Regions from separate parts of the Sus scrofa genome. Here all the other regions are linked to region 3. Evidence: chromatin contacts called from public Hi-C and promoter capture Hi-C data. All regions are on one chromosome and are shown on one strand. The core of a region is the stretch at or near the end of the contact, and the rest is flanking DNA. Distances in the headings are between cores, read along the strand shown.

Region 1 (3,067 bases), core at 154-2,653, 160 kb before region 3:
TCTTAGCTTTGGGACCAGATGTGTAAACAGAAAGACAATTCATGGTTTATTATTTCTTCTTTGAGAAGGAGCTAACATGTGCATTTCAGTTTTGCAATAGGTCTTGGATGTGTTTGTGCTTTTTGTGTAATTGTGAGTCACAATGATGACATTTATCACACATATTATCTTCTTGGAATAACCACCGACTCTATGAATTACTGCCTGAAATAATGACCGTTTTGATTGCAATCCTTTTGCTGATGAACACGGGTTTGAACAGTATAATGCAAAAATCTAATCAGCACAGCTAAGGCGCAAGTCAAGGTGTAATAGGGAAGGACCTTTGTGTTACAAGTTAATCACTAAAGGGATGTTGCCCAAAACTTATTTTATACACAATGGCCCATCTCTGGGAACCCCGCCTCCCCAGGAAACATCCTGACCAGGCCCACCTGTGAAGGGCTGCAGGAAGGGAGAAATTAACATATCCCCTCCAGAGACTGGCCTAAACCAGGACTTACCCTCTTCCCAAAGAAGCCTGATGTCTAACTCGGCCATGATTCTTCGGGACTCAAGTCCACCATCTTCTTGGTCTGCTGGCTTTCAGAATAAAGTCATTATTCCTTGTCCCGACAGCTTGTCTCTCAATTGATTGGCCTGTCCTGGGAGAGCAGCCCGGGCCTGACTCTGTCCTCATACACAGGACAGAACAGGGCAAGGGCTGGCCACCCAGCAGAGCCTCCCTGTGTGGCATCGCCAAGCTGGGAGCTCTTTGTTCCCCTGCAGACCTGGAAGCAGTGAGCCTGACAGCGACAGCCATCTTCCTTGTCAATCGGTCCAAACAGGCTAAGTGGCCAAACCCCTGGCTCCTTTCCTGGGCATGGAGGCCCACATGCAACAGTAAACCCCTTCCGGAAGCAAGGACACCTTCTTATCCCTTTGGTGATGCTGGCCTCTTGCAAAAGGGGCACTGCCAAGGGACGGGGACATACCTTGGGTCATATAGTTGTAAGCAGTGGGTGAAACAGGGACTCTTGGCCCGTGGCTCTAACCCGCAGCTTTGCCTATTGGCCACAGCACTCTCCTTGCTGCCTGTCTCCTAGGTTGCCATCAAATCGAGAAAGTATTTTTCTCTCATTCTTCCTTTTCTTTTTTCCTTTGTTTTGTTTCCCATGACTGTTTGTTTTTGTTTGTTCCCTTTTTGTTTTTTTGTTCCAGACACACGGGTTGGGGAAGTAGCCCAGGGGGGCCCACATATCTGGGCTGGTGGGCGGCTATCTCCTGTGGACACGCCTGGCTGCGCGGCTCACTCCTCCCTCCTGCTGGCAACTGCGATGGCGCGATGGCGCTATGGCTGCGAATCTGCATCTTCGGGCTGGCTCCCCGCCCCTAAGGACTGTCTGGGTGACGTCTCTTGGGGGTGGGGGACGTGGTGTGGTGGGGCCGGTAGGGGGTGGGTAGTAGGGGTGGGGTGTGGTGGGGTGGGGGATGGGGCCAGCGTCCCCACCATCACCGCAACACACACCAGGTTTTGCAGCCCGTTTCTCTTCTCCTCCCTTGGCCTCATCTCGCTGCTCTTTGGTCAGGAATGCGCAGAAAGGCTCGGGACTGCACCCTGTTATTATGGGACAGTCACAGCCTGGAGCTCTAAGTCAGGGGTCAGGAATGAACCCGAAAGGAGGCAGCTCTGGGGAGAACTGACCCCACCTGCTCTAGTTCTGGCAGGGCAGGCAGAGGTGTGGGTGGGACCGGGCCTGCCCGTGCCTCAGTTTCCTCTCTGAACCATCTTCCCCAAACATATTGCTCTCAGAACAGAAAATTTGGAAAAGCCTGAAAAATACAAAGAACTCCCCTCCCCCCGCGCGCGCCGCTTAGTTCTTCCGTTAATCTACTGCTCTTTTAAATATAACTGAATTACGTATTCTGTTCTTAAACAGTAACCTTTCCATAATGACAAGTCATATGTGTTCATTCTGTAACATTCAGAAAATTCAAACCCAAAGAAGGAAAATGACTTAGCTTTGCTCTCTTCAGCAATAACAAACATTAATATTTTGATGTTGTCTTTCTGGTCTTTTTAATAAACATAATATACCAAAAGGGAAAGAAAAACCACAAGAGATTCATACTTTCTGTACTTTTGAGTAACTTTTCCTTTTTCATTTAATTTGGCATGAATAATTTTTACATCATCATGTGTTCTTTTGCCACATTTATGATGATAGGACATACAGATGAGATGTATTTTATTTAAGCAATCTCTACTGTTACCCCTTTGACTTGAATGCAGTTCTTCCTCGTCCTAAACAGGGATAATTGTAGCTAAATCTTTGCAGTTCCCTTGTTAACACCTCTGAATCTCCCAGGCGTGGCACCATCATAGGTTACAGGGAGATGGCACTTGATAACATGTATGAAAGTACTTTGAGAAATACATACATGTGAGGGATTACTGTCTGTCAGTTAATTCAGGGAGTAGGTGGTATTGATGGAAATGATGCATGTATAAAGTAAAGAATCATAATAGGCATTCCTGTCGTGGCTTAGTGGAAATGCATCTGACCAGCATTCATGAGGACCCAGGTTCCATCCCTGGCCTCCCTCAGTGGGTTAAGAATCCAGCATTGCCGTGAGCTGCGGTGTAGGTCACAGACACACCTTGGATCTCATGTTGCTGTGGCTGTGGGGTAGGCTAGCAGCTACAGCTCCGACCCCTAGCCTGGGAACCTCCATATGCCGTAAGTGTGGCCCTAAAAAGCCAAAAAAATAAAAGAATAATAATACAAGCAAACCCATAACATGGTACTTTCCTGTGCCAGGTACTGTTCCAAGAGCTTCATGTTATTTTTAACATTTTTAATCCTATCCTTAAAACAACTCTATGAAGTGAGTACTATTAATTAACCTAGCTTTTATTTATTTTTATTTTTAAAAATTTATTGAAGTGGAGTTGATTCACAATGTTGCGTTAGTTTCTGCTAACACTGAATCAGTTATGCGTATATGTACATTCTTCTTCATATTCTTTTCCGTTATGGTTTATCACAGGAATATAGTTCCCTGTGCTAAATGGCAGGACCTTGTT
Region 2 (2,942 bases), core at 88-2,587, 180 kb before region 3:
AGTCTATTTTAAATAAATATTCTGAATAAGTATGTGCAGAATATAAATACGTAGATCAACTTTCCTTTTGTTTTTTCTTTCCAGACTACATGTATACACAAGGGTTGAGAGCATGCATTCCTTTTAGGCCTGGAAGAACGTTAGCCATAGGTTCAATATGCGACGAATACAAGTGATAAATCAATGGGCAGGTAAATACAGAAATAAACAATTAAACTACTTAAACAAATTAATATTCCATTTTATAATTCTGCTGATGTGTCAAACAGCACGAAGAGACCTGATACAAAGACATAATAACATCAAATGGAAGATAATACAAAGAATTTAATTCTTTTAGGCCTCTCCAAGGCTGGAAAATTAGTTATTTTCATTACACAAAGCAGAATCTCTAAATTAGAATTAACAACCTAGTTTATTCTCTAGCATGGAAGTTTCTGAATTGTAAAGCATTCCTTTTCTTTCCTAATAGTGATAAATGTTCTCCAAAATGCTCTAAACCTGTGTTCATCTAACTAGGATCTGAGAACCCCTGTGGGTTCTGAGACAAATTCCAGAGAAAAAGCGAACTGTCCCTTTAAGAGGTGTCCACGTATTACTCAAGTTTGAGAAACACTGCTCTTACCATCACTTTATCGCTCAATTAGCTCTATTGTTTCAATGGAGCTAATTAGATTGAGATTTTAGAGAAATCTAAACCATGAAACGCAGTAAAAGCAGAGCAAAGCGAAAAATGATGCTGATTTGTAAATGTCACGACAAGGTGGCAGGCAGAAACCGCGAGGTCCTCGGGGCAGCATCCTCTCCCCAGCCAGGTCCCTCCCCAGTGCGGGCCAGATCCGCGCTCACTACGTGTCAGAGAGGGAAAATCCAGCTCGGTCACCGGAGAGGGTGCGACAGCACGACTGCCAGGTATCTCCCGCCAGAGGCCGGGGGACAGCACCTGCCGCCCCAGGTCACGGGCGCTGACGGCCGCCGCGCAGCAGGGGCGGTGGGGAGGACCCCCGGGGCAGAGCTGCTAGTCCGCGGCCTCGCCGCCCGGCCGGGCCCCGCTCCAACAGTCCCCGCGCCGGCCGGACGCTTCAGCAGCCCACCCTCCCCGTCCGCGTGCGCCGGAAAGGCAGCCTCACCTGCTTGGCAGCGTCCGACTTGTCGGTCTCGGCTCCCGGCAGCGGGTATCCACCGGCGGAGCGCATCACCGCCACCGCAGCGAGGCAGCGCCGGCAACGCGGACGCGGCTTCCCGGGGGCGGCTTCCCAGAAGCTCGGCTCCTTTCCGAGAGCCCCACCGCCGCTCGGCCCCCACTCGCGTCGCGTCACCGCTCGCGCCGGGAGCGCGCACGTCTAGGGGCGGGGCCTGCGCCGTGGGCGGGGCCTGCCGCCGCGGTGACTGGCAGCCGAGAGCCTGGCTGTTGGCAGAACCCAGAGCGCGCAGCTGGGCTCCGAGAGTGCCAAAAGTGAAAGTTGCATCACAGAAGTAGCGAATGCTGTGGCTGGGTTACCACGCGTCCTGGCCTGTGTGGTTGTTAGCGAGCCGCAAAGTGCTATAACATCGCAGTTCATCTTTCCTTTGTGCTTCTTAGGATTATGGAAAACAGCACTTGAAAACCTAGGAAACGGCATTTTTGCTCAACTCTTGTTTTTTTTTTTACAGCGTTGCCAGTAGCTATCCCTAATTTACAAGTGGGAAACGAAATCTCACACTCATTCACTGACATTCTCAAAGTCCACCATAATTAGTAAGAATCAAGATTTCGTCCTTGCCAAAAGTTGCATATATCAGAGCCTATTCTGAGTTAGACAGAGCACCCCCAACACACGAAAAGTTATGAGAAGAGATAGTAAAATGGACAGCACCAGTTCCTGAGATTGACCCCACGACCTGGTACTTAGCTCACAACCTCACTCTCTGGCTTAACAACCACAACAATAAAATGCCCTGTAATCACTGAGCTGGAAGAGACTTCGAGAACCATGGCTTTTTATCCTTTTCTTCTCCCCTCTCTCTTTTTAACGAGTACACTGCTGCCCAGAGATACATGGGCACCTTCATGCTGTGATTTTAGGACCAGGCCCCTTCATAATTGTATGCCTTTCAAAGTCCTTACCATTAGAGATACTGCTTTGTACTATGATAGTCTCTCTCTGAAGGAGAGCTCCCCTAAAATGCCAGACTAGTATTATCACACCATCAATATTTCCTTATAATTCGTAAGTAATGAATATCTGATCAGAGCTAAGAAAAGAAGTGTAGAGAAAATATGACAACATGTAGCATGGTGTACGTTTCCTAGAACAGCTATAACAAATGACCCTAAATTGGGTAGCTTAAAATGACAGAAAATTATTTTTTCACAGTTCTGGAGGCCAGAAGTCTGAAATCAAGGTGTTGGTGGGGCTGTGTTCTCTCTCAATTGTCTAGGGGAGGATGCTTCCTTGCTTCATCTCAGCTTCCGGTCATTGTGGGCAATCTTCAACATTTCTTGGTTTGTAGATGCATTACCCTAGTCTCTGGCGCTGTTGTTACAAAATGCTCTCCTGTATGTCTGTGTCCAAATGCCCCTCTTCTTAAAAAGACAGCAGGCGTATTGGATTTAGTGCCACCCCTCCCCCACCAAACCAGTAGGATTTTTCTTAACATGATTACCTTTACAAAGATGGTAGTTCCAAACAATGTCACATTCACAGGTTCCAGTGGACATGAGTTTTGGGGGCAGGGGGGATGCTATTCAACCCAGGGTGAGAGAGTCTGTACCTGAGAGTACAGCCCAGTCTTGTTTACCACAGAAGGCTTTTTTTGAGGAAGTGATGTTTTAGGTCACACCCATAAGATGAGTAGGAATTATCTAGAAGAAAAAGGAAGTCTGAGTCTATATGAAGAAGTGCTGCAAGCAGTGGAAATAGCAAAGGGGCTCTGATGGGAGCAGAAACACACCTGTCAGA
Region 3 (3,156 bases), core at 589-3,088:
GTGAGCTTGAGGTTCTTGGCCAGATGAGCCCTTTCGGGGGCCGACAGATACTTCTGGTGGCTGAACTTCCTCTCTAACTCTATGACCTGAGTGTGGGAGAAGGCGGCCCGGGAGCGCTTCTGCGGCTGCTTGGGGGTTGGGGGCAGGCTCGGCAAGGCGCCTGGAGTGTTTTCACAGTCCAGCAGATAAGTCTCAAGGTGCCTATCTGGAAAGGAGAGCGGAGAGGCAGGGATGGGAAGGAAAACGTTACATGTTAGCAGGGAAGAGAATAGAATTCAATCCACCCTTATCTCTTCTGGTGAGTGAACAAACAGCCCACTGTCAGTTTGGATACATTGCACTTTTTTCACAGGACTCAGGAACTCTATGAGTGGGGCATGAGTGTCAACTTAGACCATGTATTCATTTTCCAGGAGTCATCAAGACCCCAAGGTAGGAGAGGTTAGTGGTAGAACTTCCTGCCACATTGTCCAGTAGAATTAAATAGGGATTCTGGATCCATGTGTTGAGGAGAGGAGGGAGAAGGGAGGCAGGGCAGGCTCTGAGAAATAAGATACCTGGAAAAGCAGGCCCCAGAGGCATCTGGTGTTAATGCCCTGGTGGCAAGAGAGGGCTTCCGTGGTAGAGAGTTCATTCACTTGCTCTAAACCCCCCCCCCCACTTCTTAAATGAGCCATTAGGATGCCTTGTAAGAAGGCAGTCAATTGAATGGTAATGATACATAGACTTATTGTGGTGATCACTTTGTAGTGTATATAAATATCAAATATTATGTTGCGCACCTGAAACTAATATAATGTTATGTACCAATTTTAACTACCCAAAAAAAAAAAAAAAAAAGAAAGAAAGAAAGAAAAGAAAGTCTACTGCAAATGTTCCGACGGTGTTACATGTCCTCAAGACCAGAGGGGCTCCTAAATTTACTGTTTTATTGCCCATGGGACTGGGAAGCAAAGGGAGTCTTTGCAGGTCAAATCCTAGTTTATTAATATTAATAAGTTACTGTCAGTAACTTGTTATTGTAACTGCCAAGAGGTAACATGAGGCTAGCGTCGATTGTGGGTCCCGCGGTGGCTGGGAGCGGTGTGGGGGTTTTCCACCTGGGACCCTGGGGCACGGTGGGCGCTGTGTTGTGCGCTCACCCTTGAGCCTGGGTCTCCTAGCGGCGCAGGGAGCACCTTGCCCGGCGAGTCAAGCCCATGTCTAAATCCTGCGCCGCCCAGACGCTGGGGTTCAGGATTAATTTCCCAGGCGCGCCCGCAGCGGAGGCGGTGAGGTCTCTTTGCCTGTCGCCACCGGCTCCCGCATCTCTGCAGCAGAGATCCAGGAGGTCCGCCTAGCACACGCTCTCATGCGGTGTAGCCCGCGGGCCGGCTGCCCTTCCTGTGGGACCCACCCCGGCCCAGACCGGCCTCCCCAACCTCGCTAGCTTACCTGGCTCGGTCTCTGCCGGCGGCTCGGCCTCCCTCCGCGCGGCGCGGGGCCGGGCGCTCCTATGGTCCTCAGGCGCCCCGGCGCTGCCTCTTCCTCCCTTGGGCTCCGGCTCAGGGTCTCGCCTCTGGTCTGGCTGGCGCCGGGGCTGCGGCGGTGGCTGCGGCTGCGGGCTGCCCGCTTGGCCTCCGCACTGCTCCGTGCGGTCCCGTAGGATGTCCTGGATGAGGAAGGAGGTAAGCGGCTTGGACTGGATGGGTGGTGCGGCGCGGGGGCTGCAGCCTGCCGTCCCCCCCTCCCCCGGCCGTAGCTCGGGAGCCCGGAGCATCCTGGCGGCTCAGCACCCGCGCCTGAGCAGAGGCCCGGGCATCTGCGCCCAGGCTGCGCCGGCTGCGGCCGCACCACTTTCACTTTCCGCGGCCCGGGTGCACTTATAACCCGGGGGGGGGGGGGGGCGCCGCGCCGCCTTCCCATTGGCCGTACTCCCGAACCCCGCCGCTGATTGGTCGCTGGGCCCTCCAGGTGAGGGGAAAAGGGGAGTCTAGCACTGTCTCGGCCTGGTCTTCCAGAGAGATTCCTTTCCACTTTCGTTCTTCTCCTGAATCCGATCTCGCCTCCCTCCCCGCTACGTCGTTTTCTCAGGCTGGAAGAGAAAACCAAAGCGAGTCTCCTCTTGCCCCAACCCACAAAATAAGTTTCGCTGTTTCTGGAGAATCATGATGCAGCAGAGAAACACTCCATTTAGCTCTTAGAGGACTGTTAAAGTCCCTTTACTCACGAAAAGAAATAGTTGAGGCAGTTAACACCATCCCACTTCACAGATAAGAATTCTGGGTGCCCAGTGACAGGGAGACATTGATAGCAAAGCTGAACCTACTAAATCTAAGGCTTTTGAAAAGACATGACAGCTAAGTGCAGCATCTGGCCCCAGGTTGCCTTCTATACTGGACTTTATTGGGGCAATTGATGAAAGTGGAATAGGACGATGACAAAGTATTGAATCAGTGCTAACATTATTGAAGTTGCTAACAACACTGTGACTGCGTAAAAGAATATTCTTAGGAAATAAACGCTAAAGTATGTAAGGGCAAAGTCCCACAATTTGTGTAACTTGCCCTCAGTTGGTTCAGAAACAAAGATATAGATGGGCAGATAGATCCTATATGATGAAGTGAAGGGGTTAAAATATTAATTGGTGAATTTAAAAAAGAGTATACCAGTGTTCTTTTGAACTATTTTTATTTCTCTGTACATCCTAGTCTAAGACACCTTTCATTTGATTGGAAACCTTTCAAAAAGTTGGTATGTTGTGCGTTTGGGGTGGGAGTAAAGTTACTGTGGATAAAGCAACAGCTAAAGAGAACCACCCTGTGCAATGGGAAATTTTTCACCAAAAATGGTTTTCTTCTCTCATTTTTTTTTTGTAAAAAATTCTAACTTTTTCTTTTGAAATAGTTATAAATTCCCAGGAAGCTGCAAAATCCATACCCTTAGCTTCCCCCAGTGATGACATATTATATATAACTTTGGTATAATGTAAAACCCTGGAAATTGGCATTAATATGCACCATTAACTAGGCTACAGACCTTATTTTATTTTCACCATTTAAAAGCTTGCATTCAGGTGTATGTGTGTGTAGCCCTATGCAATTTTATCACATGAATAGATCCTTATAAAGCCACAATCAAGATACAGAATTGTTCCATCACCACAAAAGAACTCTC

Evidence for each region. Promoter capture Hi-C pulls out the DNA fragments that hold promoters and counts their contacts. Hi-C and Micro-C count contacts between places; a contact is called where the count stands out from the background.
Region 1: a contact with region 3 is called in a Hi-C map of epiblast stem cells, with 2.0 times the contacts expected there. The contact joins the enhancer-like site here to the promoter of NKX3-1 in region 3. A contact is called at or near these places in 2 of 5 promoter capture datasets (fetal liver and liver) and 9 of 47 Hi-C or Micro-C datasets (blood, epiblast stem cells, fetal liver and 6 more).
Region 2: a promoter capture Hi-C map of fetal liver shows a contact between it and region 3, with 2.9 times the contacts expected there. The contact joins the promoter of ENTPD4 here to the promoter of NKX3-1 in region 3. A contact is called at or near these places in 2 of 5 promoter capture datasets (fetal liver and liver) and 6 of 47 Hi-C or Micro-C datasets (blood, fetal liver, mesenchymal stem cells and 3 more).

The regions. Positions count from the first base shown.
Region 1 is chr14:7,628,053-7,631,119 of Sscrofa11.1, forward strand. No RefSeq gene overlaps it. Among named protein-coding and RNA genes, the nearest start is that of ENTPD4, 25 kb to the left of the region's middle. Within about 2 kb of position 1,404, at least 9 of the 83 cell types and tissues checked have an H3K27ac peak or open chromatin away from gene starts, as enhancers often do. A contact at or near this core is called in epiblast stem cells and fetal liver, where this site is marked.
Region 2 is chr14:7,603,127-7,606,068 of Sscrofa11.1, forward strand. It overlaps ENTPD4 (ectonucleoside triphosphate diphosphohydrolase 4), which reads right to left and starts at 1,338. Exons shown (of 15, transcript XM_021072268.1): 1 at 1,131-1,338.
Region 3 is chr14:7,785,198-7,788,353 of Sscrofa11.1, forward strand. NKX3-1 (homeobox protein Nkx-3.1) reads right to left here and starts at 1,839. Exons shown (of 2, transcript XM_003483391.4): 1 at 1,435-1,839; 2 at 1-205. The coding sequence starts at 1,759.